Regions from separate parts of the Anser cygnoides genome. Here region 1 is linked to region 2. The links are chromatin contacts, called in public Hi-C maps. All regions are on one chromosome and are shown on one strand. Each heading gives the region's core, a stretch centred on a gene start, on an enhancer-like site or on the middle of the called end of the contact. The rest is flanking DNA. Distances are from core to core; before and after follow the strand shown. Region 1 holds the start of LGALS8 (galectin 8). Region 2 overlaps HEATR1 (HEAT repeat containing 1).

Region 1 (3,448 bases), core at 339-2,838, 36 kb before region 2:
GAACACAAAATGATGCAGTGGCATTTCTGAATCAAGACGTCCTGCTGAAATACCCCTTTTCCTGTTTTCTGGCTTAAATTTGTAAGGTTTTGAACCAACACTGTTGTTTAATGGAAAAGAATTCTGATCCTGTGAAGCTCTTGAAAAATCAACATCAGTTCCAATGATTCATCATAAAAACAAAGCTGCTTTTGAGAGTTCATATGTGGATTCCATGTAAATTCAGCACTGAAGGTTGAAAATGTTAGCCTTAATCTTCATTACACACTGGATTACTAATTTGTATACTTGAAATATTTTTTTCCTTTTTGTATGGCATGAGTTGAGGTGTACACATTTTTTTTTTTTAGTTTTGTATCTATTTACAAGATACTGGGTCTGAGTGTTCAATTTAAGTATTCTTATATCTTCTGATGTAATGTATACTACATTTAGAAGAAATATAGATTATCCATTTTCAATTTTATTGTATTTGTTTTTATTTCTTGCAGCTAGGAAAACAGCTGTTTTCCTTCTCACCAGCCACCTTGGAACTACTTATCTACTTATAGCTCTACTACATAGGACAACTAATTATCAATTAGTTGTGCTGTGTAAGAATATCTTATATGCAAGATCCATAGCTTCTTAGATTACCGATGATTGCAGCAGATACTGCTGTTGAAGAAAGGAAGACGCACTTATTTTTCATATGGGAAAAAGAAGAATATATTGTGATAAGACAATGAACAAGGCCGTTTATCTAGAAAACATGCAATAGAGTTACGAACTACAGAGAGGTGTAGAACCTACACTGGGTGGACTCTTCCTGAGTTAATAATTAATCTGATAACAAAGGTTAGAGAATCATGTGGACATTGTAAAGGCTCTGCTAGACTACCGATTTTGTTCCATTATGTTTCTTCTATTCCCACACTGGCCCTGCTCTTCCTTTATGGATTGCCATTTTTTGGCTGCCATCTCTGTGCCTGCAGGATAATCAGTGGCCTTTTCCACCCATTTTAGCTTCATGAAGATGTCCAAACTACTCTATTCTTTAGTTTTTGCAGCTTTATCTAAGAGATAGTCAGCTTACTGACTGTTCTTCAGCACCATTGGTACAGTCCTGTGCTCCACGAGCATTTAATTTTGCTGTGAGGCCAACTGTGTATGGGGCATCCCTGAAAAATCGGACTGACAGTATCCAGTTGCCTTTTACGGGTTTTGGGCTGTCCTTTGGAAGCCCACCATAAAGGATAGGGTAATCAGTGTGGCCCAGGGCGCTTGCATGGAAGCATTTGTATGGAAACTCAAAACTCACTTATTCCTGAAGCACTACTGAGTAGCAGAGCTGCAGTTCAGGCTGGAAACTGAGTGCAAGAGACTGCTTATTTTTCACTCTCGAGCTGACTGCCTCCCACAGATCCAAGTCAAGCTGTAAGCAAGTGGAAAAAATGTAAATTCGGCCTTATAGTAGTGTAAGTTAGGGTAACACTATTGACGTGTGGTCAGACATAGTTGAAAGTTACCAGACAGCAGAATTGTGTAAACAAGGTCCAAGAAAGTTCATGACATTTGTACTAATTTAAAGATCAGCCTACTAATGTATTTTTTTTTACAGCATGTCACGGTCTTCTGTCCTTGAAGCAGAAGTGAATAGTTATTCACAACATTTCAGACATCTTTTAAGTCGTCAGTTTTGGACAGTAATAAAAGCAGGCTTTTTGCTACCATCCGATTACAGACAGTGCTCGAAGCCCAGTGTGACTGAAAGGCATCCTTCCCCAAGCAATCTTTTACGTGAGCCCTTGATGCGAACGAGTCCTTCGGCTCTGATACGGCCTGATGTGTCCTCCCAGCAGCGGTCCTGCAGCTCCTAGCAGGTGGGTGTGCTACGGTATGGGTTGCTGTGCCCGAGTACCCTCCTGACCGCCACACCGGGCGCTGCGCCGCCCCCGGAGCCGCCCCAGCCCCGCCGCGGCCGGGCGCTGGCAGCGGGCGGAAGCCGTTGGGCCGGGCCGCCGGCCGGTGACGCCGCGGGGCGGGCGCGAAATGGCGGCCGCGGCCGGCGTCAGCCCGGCGGCGTCAGCTCGCTGCTAGGTGCCGGGTGAGTCGGGCGCCAGGGTGGGCTGCGGGCAGGGGGTGAGGGGTGGGCGTCCCCCCGCGTCTGTCTGTCTGTCTGTCTGTCTGTCTGTCCGTCCGTGGTGAGAGGACGGGGCTCCCCGGGGCGCCCCGAGGCGGAAGCGACCCGGGGTTGGGGCTTCGGTCCCGGGGAGGCTGCTGCCGGTCGCCCCGCGGCTCCGGGGGCTGGAGCCTCGGGTTGCTGGCCGGGGGGGGGACGGTGGCACTGCTGGTTAGGGTTTGACTGTCTGCAAACGCCAGGCGGTAGCTTGCTCGCTTTTTTCCTCCCTCCCTTCCAGAAGCCATGTCTGCCTTAGTATGGGATCCAGCCCGAATTATCAAGCCCCGCCGGACTTTTAAAGAGGAAGAAATTTTCTGTGGGTCATAGAGCGATAGCGTAATAGCAGTTGTCCTTGCTGTTTCCTTTTTTTTTATTTTTTCCCTTCTGAACTGTGCAGTGTGTGAGATATCAGGGCAGTATACGTATCTGTTTCAGTTCTGAACGTGTAGTTGGGGAACCTTATCTTAGTGTTGCAAGAATATCCGAATTGGAGGGGACCCACAAGGATCATCGAGTCCAACTCCTGGGTCCCCAGAGGACAGCCCAAAAAATCAGACTCCCTCATGTTCACTGACAGCAGTTCTGTGATAGAAGGTTACAGCAGAACCCCGCATTTCCTTACCCAAAACCTGCGTGGCCAAACACAGCCTGACTCGCAGCTTCCCGTCGTCACTGTGACCCTTTCCATAAAACATACAAACAAATCGCTTTGCCACACTGCCCCTCGTCTGCCAGGATCAACAAGGGTGGGCAGAAGAGCTCAGGCATGTGCTGCTAGATCCTAGAGGCCGTCCTGTCGGTCCCCTTTCGGTAAGGTGCCGATCGCAGTCGCACACCAAGGGAAGCTCTGTAAGCAGGCTGCTGGGCACAGGGTTTAGGTCTGGGTTTTGTTTCTTTGGTCTGCTCTTAGACTTGTCAATGTTGTAGTCAGAATTCTTGCTTGCTTTGGTCTTGAGTTCCTAATTTTAAAAATGAAAATACTGGAATTTGCCTGCCTTGGCACATTCCTGTTGTGAATTGATGGTGGTATCCCAAGGGGCATATCAAAAGGGGCAAAACATTTGCATGGTGTAAGCTGGGCATATAACACCTTGTGTTCTCTGAAATGCGCTCTAGACCCTGATCATAAGGAGAATTACTGGCCCAAGTCTCCCACAGGATTAGCCAGATGTTGCAGTGGTCTGTACTGCTGAATCATTGCAGAAGGTTAATCCCAGGTCTCTGTGGAATCGGTCACAGACTTTTTATTTACTTACTTTTTATGTGGCTAGCAATTTTCACACAACA
Region 2 (3,629 bases), core at 38-2,537:
AGATTCATTTTAGTTTTTCACAAATCTACATCCAATTATCTCAGCTTTGCTCCTGTCTAAAGCTTAATGAGGAGAATTTCTGATTTTGAAGCAGTTACATTGTCTCCTAATAGTCTTCCAAATCAATTAACAATCACTTGTTTACTATATGGTCTGGCAATAGCTACCACTTTTTCTGTCTGCAAAATGCTCTTTGGAATCCTAAGAGATCTCTATTCATCAAACAGGAGTGCCCACTCAGCATCCTGAAGACTGTATATAGCTTGCAGGAACAAATGATAAAGCTTCTAATACACTCTAGCCTATTGTCTTTTCTAGGATTCCACCAAGATCTAGCTTCTAGTTATATTAGCTATTCTGGAGCAAGCAAAAATAATTTTCTTATCGTTTTCAAACTAAACATCCTCAAAATCAGAGATCAGCAGTACTTCAAAAGTGAAAGAAGCAAATTATTACTGCAGCTATTGCCTTCACTAAATACTAAAGACATGACTAACCCCATCCCACAAACTTTCTGTAGTCTCTCCTACCATCTTTTCATTCATCTCTCTTCTAAACATGCACTGTGTTCTACCAGTTCTTTATTTTTTTTATTTTAAAAGCTAACAAATTTCAGAGAAACTGTTTGCTCTGCTCTTACGTAGTACCAGAAGCTCTAGCTCTTGAACCTTTGTCCTGCAAATCAGCATTGCATATTCACCTTTGCCTCAACTGGTACATTTATTGATTTTTACTTGAGTTTCCTACCATGTTCAGTTAAGGTCAACTAACCAGTTGAAGCTTAGACTCATGTTTCCTCATAGCACTAGCATGCCACAAGCAGTGTTGCATGATCAATACTCAATTTTTCTCACCTTTCTCTAAAATTTTGTATTTCTGCATAACATTTGATGAATAGTAACTCAGAACAGTAATTAAGAAAGTAAGTATGAAAATAATACCTTAAGTAAGAGATTCATCAGTGCTCTGTACTGAACAACATTGCCTCCCTCACTAGCTCCACAAACAAGAAGGTCAAACAGCCCCAAAAGGAGGTGCAGATAGTTTTGGCTATCTTGATTCAAAGATTCAGGATTCCACCAAGTTCCTTCTAAAAAATAAAAGTTACAAATCAGTCATGGTGGATACATATGAAAAACTTCAGGGACAAATTGAAAATAAACACCTTTATTCAAAGTAAGACAATACATTTTGCTGATTTCACGTTCACAAGACATGTTTACAGATCTCCACACAATATCAACAGTGGAAGAAGACTGGGAAAGCAAGGTTTGCTTTTTTCCAAAACCTCTAAAGCAAGCAAACAAACACACGAAAACTCCTCACTTTCCTTAACTTCAAATTGTTGTATAAAAGATGACATTCGAAACTTTAACACTTACCTTTTGGAAAGGATGAAGGAGGTTTAAGGTGATGAATAAAACTTTTCAATAAAAACACAAACATGGCAGACTCCTCTGCATCAACAGTCTGGTCACTATCGAGCTTTTCTATATATGCAGTTAACAAGTCCATTGGCACCAAACTTTCCTGTGTTGTTTCAATAGACCAATTTGAGGGAGTTTCCTGCGAATGAAGATTTATTGAAACATACATTGTCATAATCTCATCCAACTGAAGGCAGAATCTAGCACTAAAGTTCAGCAATATTACATTTCTAACCTCAAAACAGGTATCATTATGAAGTGAATTACAATTCTGATTTTACATTTAAACTTGCATCTGAGGTTTAAAAATTTATACCTGCTCTTACTACCATGATTAAGAGTATACATAAGCAAAGTAACAAAAGGGTACAATAAAACTCCACCTAAAATATCGCTTCAAAGAGATGAGCAGTTAGAGCATTCTGTGGACATTCAGTTTCATCCTTTCATCTAGCTCTGTTTGGGAAACATAATCCATATCTTTCAGATACTTTTATATATAAAAACCCTTTGATGGAATCATCTGAAGTAAGAAAAGCTAATTACCATGTATTGCTACAGATGCATGTGAAGAGGTGCACACAAATAAATACGGCCCTGCTCACCTAGGTTTCTTACACAAGAAAAGAAATGAACTCTTAACATTTTTAAATAAACAAACAACAATAAGGACAACAAACCCATATGGGAAATATGCATGAAGAAAAAAAAAAAAAGCCGAAAGACGCAGCAATACTCTTCTGAATATCATTCCTGCCTGATGGCTCCTCCTTATACCTGTGTCATCTCCCAACAAATGTCAATACAACTGCTTATGGAACTGTGCAATATACCAAAACCCAACAACCCAGGAGCAACACTTTCAATATTGTTCCAAAGACTTGCATGAAGCTGAAATTAATATATGCTCTTTTTTATACTCAGTTGTATGTCCTTCTTTCCCATATTGAACAAGTCATCAAACCTTTTACTCAACAACTGAAAAAAATGGTATTCCTAAGCTCAACAATAACACCTGATACCACAAGGTAGCTGGCAAAAATGCCCCAAACTTGGTGCCAAGCTCAAAGCACTGACACACTGAATCACTTGGTGGGGTGTTAGGCTAACGCACTGGAGTTCTTATTTTTTTTAACATGGACTCACCAAAGCGGTAAAATATAAGAGAAATTCTTAATGGCAACTTCAATTACTCTTGCCAACTGCGCGGCTTCTCTTTGAAAAGAAACAACGGCAATATTTTCAGTCCTCCTCAAGGCTACTAAGCTGCCTCTTCCTCTGATGGAAGACATTTCTCCATTACAAAGAAAACACCTTCTCCTAACTGTTTATATCTCACCTCTGCAGGATGACAAGCTTTGAGATTTCGTATTTTTTCATCCAAGAAGCGGAAGACTCTGATAGCCACTGAAAAATAACTTTCCTTCATCTGTGAATCACAGCAGCACTGAACAAGCACGGAACCAATTATATGAGCAGTTACTTTCTGTTTCACGTTGTCAGATTCTGTTTCAGCAACACGTATCAGATCATCAACCTTGGAAATGGAAGGGCAGGAATAACAACAAAAAGTCTGTGAGATAGTGGGACTTCGCTATGACTTTACAGAGTGTTTCATCTGCATGTCTAATTAAATCCTTATTACCTTCTATCATTGGTAACAAATTACTGTCTGCTGTAATGGTACCCTTTGGAACCTGGGAACACACACACATCTGTGTCTATGAACTATCCACAGGTATATTTATTTCTTTATTTTTTTTACCCAGGAAACTTAAAATTCCTGCAATTTGGTTACAGCAATAAGTTCTCCAAATAGGTAATGGCTTCACTTCTTCTTTTCCTATGTTAAAACAGAAATGTCTTTTATCTCTCTTGTACTGTTTTTTTCTTAAATGCAACATGCATACATTTCCATAGCAGCTTGATAATGACATAATAATGCTATGAACAGCACATATAAAGTTTGACATCTTTTCTACTAGTTACCACCTGTAAATTAAGGTTAGAGAAACATGGCGCACATACCATTTGCAATAATAAGGAAGGGTCCCTTGAAGTCATATTTTTAGAAAACAACAGAATCATTTCCTTGTTGACCGCTCCAATCAGTTCTGCAGGCTTGCTAGATTTAATTGCTGCTTGAAGAGCTATTCCAATGGAAAAAAATGAATAAATCAGAGAACAGAGGTATACAAATCT

Evidence for each region. A called contact is a pair of places that touch in the nucleus more often than the background predicts.
Region 1: a contact with region 2 is called in a Hi-C map of liver, with 5 times the contacts expected there. The contact joins the promoter of LGALS8 here to the enhancer-like site in region 2. A contact is called at or near these places in 2 of 7 Hi-C or Micro-C datasets (both in liver).

The regions. Positions count from the first base shown.
Region 1 is chr3:41,919,063-41,922,510 of Taihu_goose_T2T_genome, reverse strand. It overlaps LGALS8 (galectin 8), which reads left to right and starts at 1,588. Exons shown (of 10, transcript XM_066994007.1): 1 at 1,588-1,862. EDARADD (EDAR associated via death domain) reads left to right here. Exons shown (of 7, transcript XM_066994011.1): 7 at 1-461.
Region 2 is chr3:41,882,774-41,886,402 of Taihu_goose_T2T_genome, reverse strand. It overlaps HEATR1 (HEAT repeat containing 1), which reads right to left. Exons shown (of 45, transcript XM_066994000.1): 16 at 3,456-3,577; 17 at 2,767-2,964; 18 at 1,383-1,566; 19 at 942-1,090. Among named protein-coding and RNA genes, the nearest start is that of HEATR1, 15 kb to the right of the region's middle. Within about 2 kb of position 1,287, at least 2 of the 3 cell types and tissues checked have open chromatin away from gene starts, as enhancers often do. A contact at or near this core is called in liver, where this site is marked.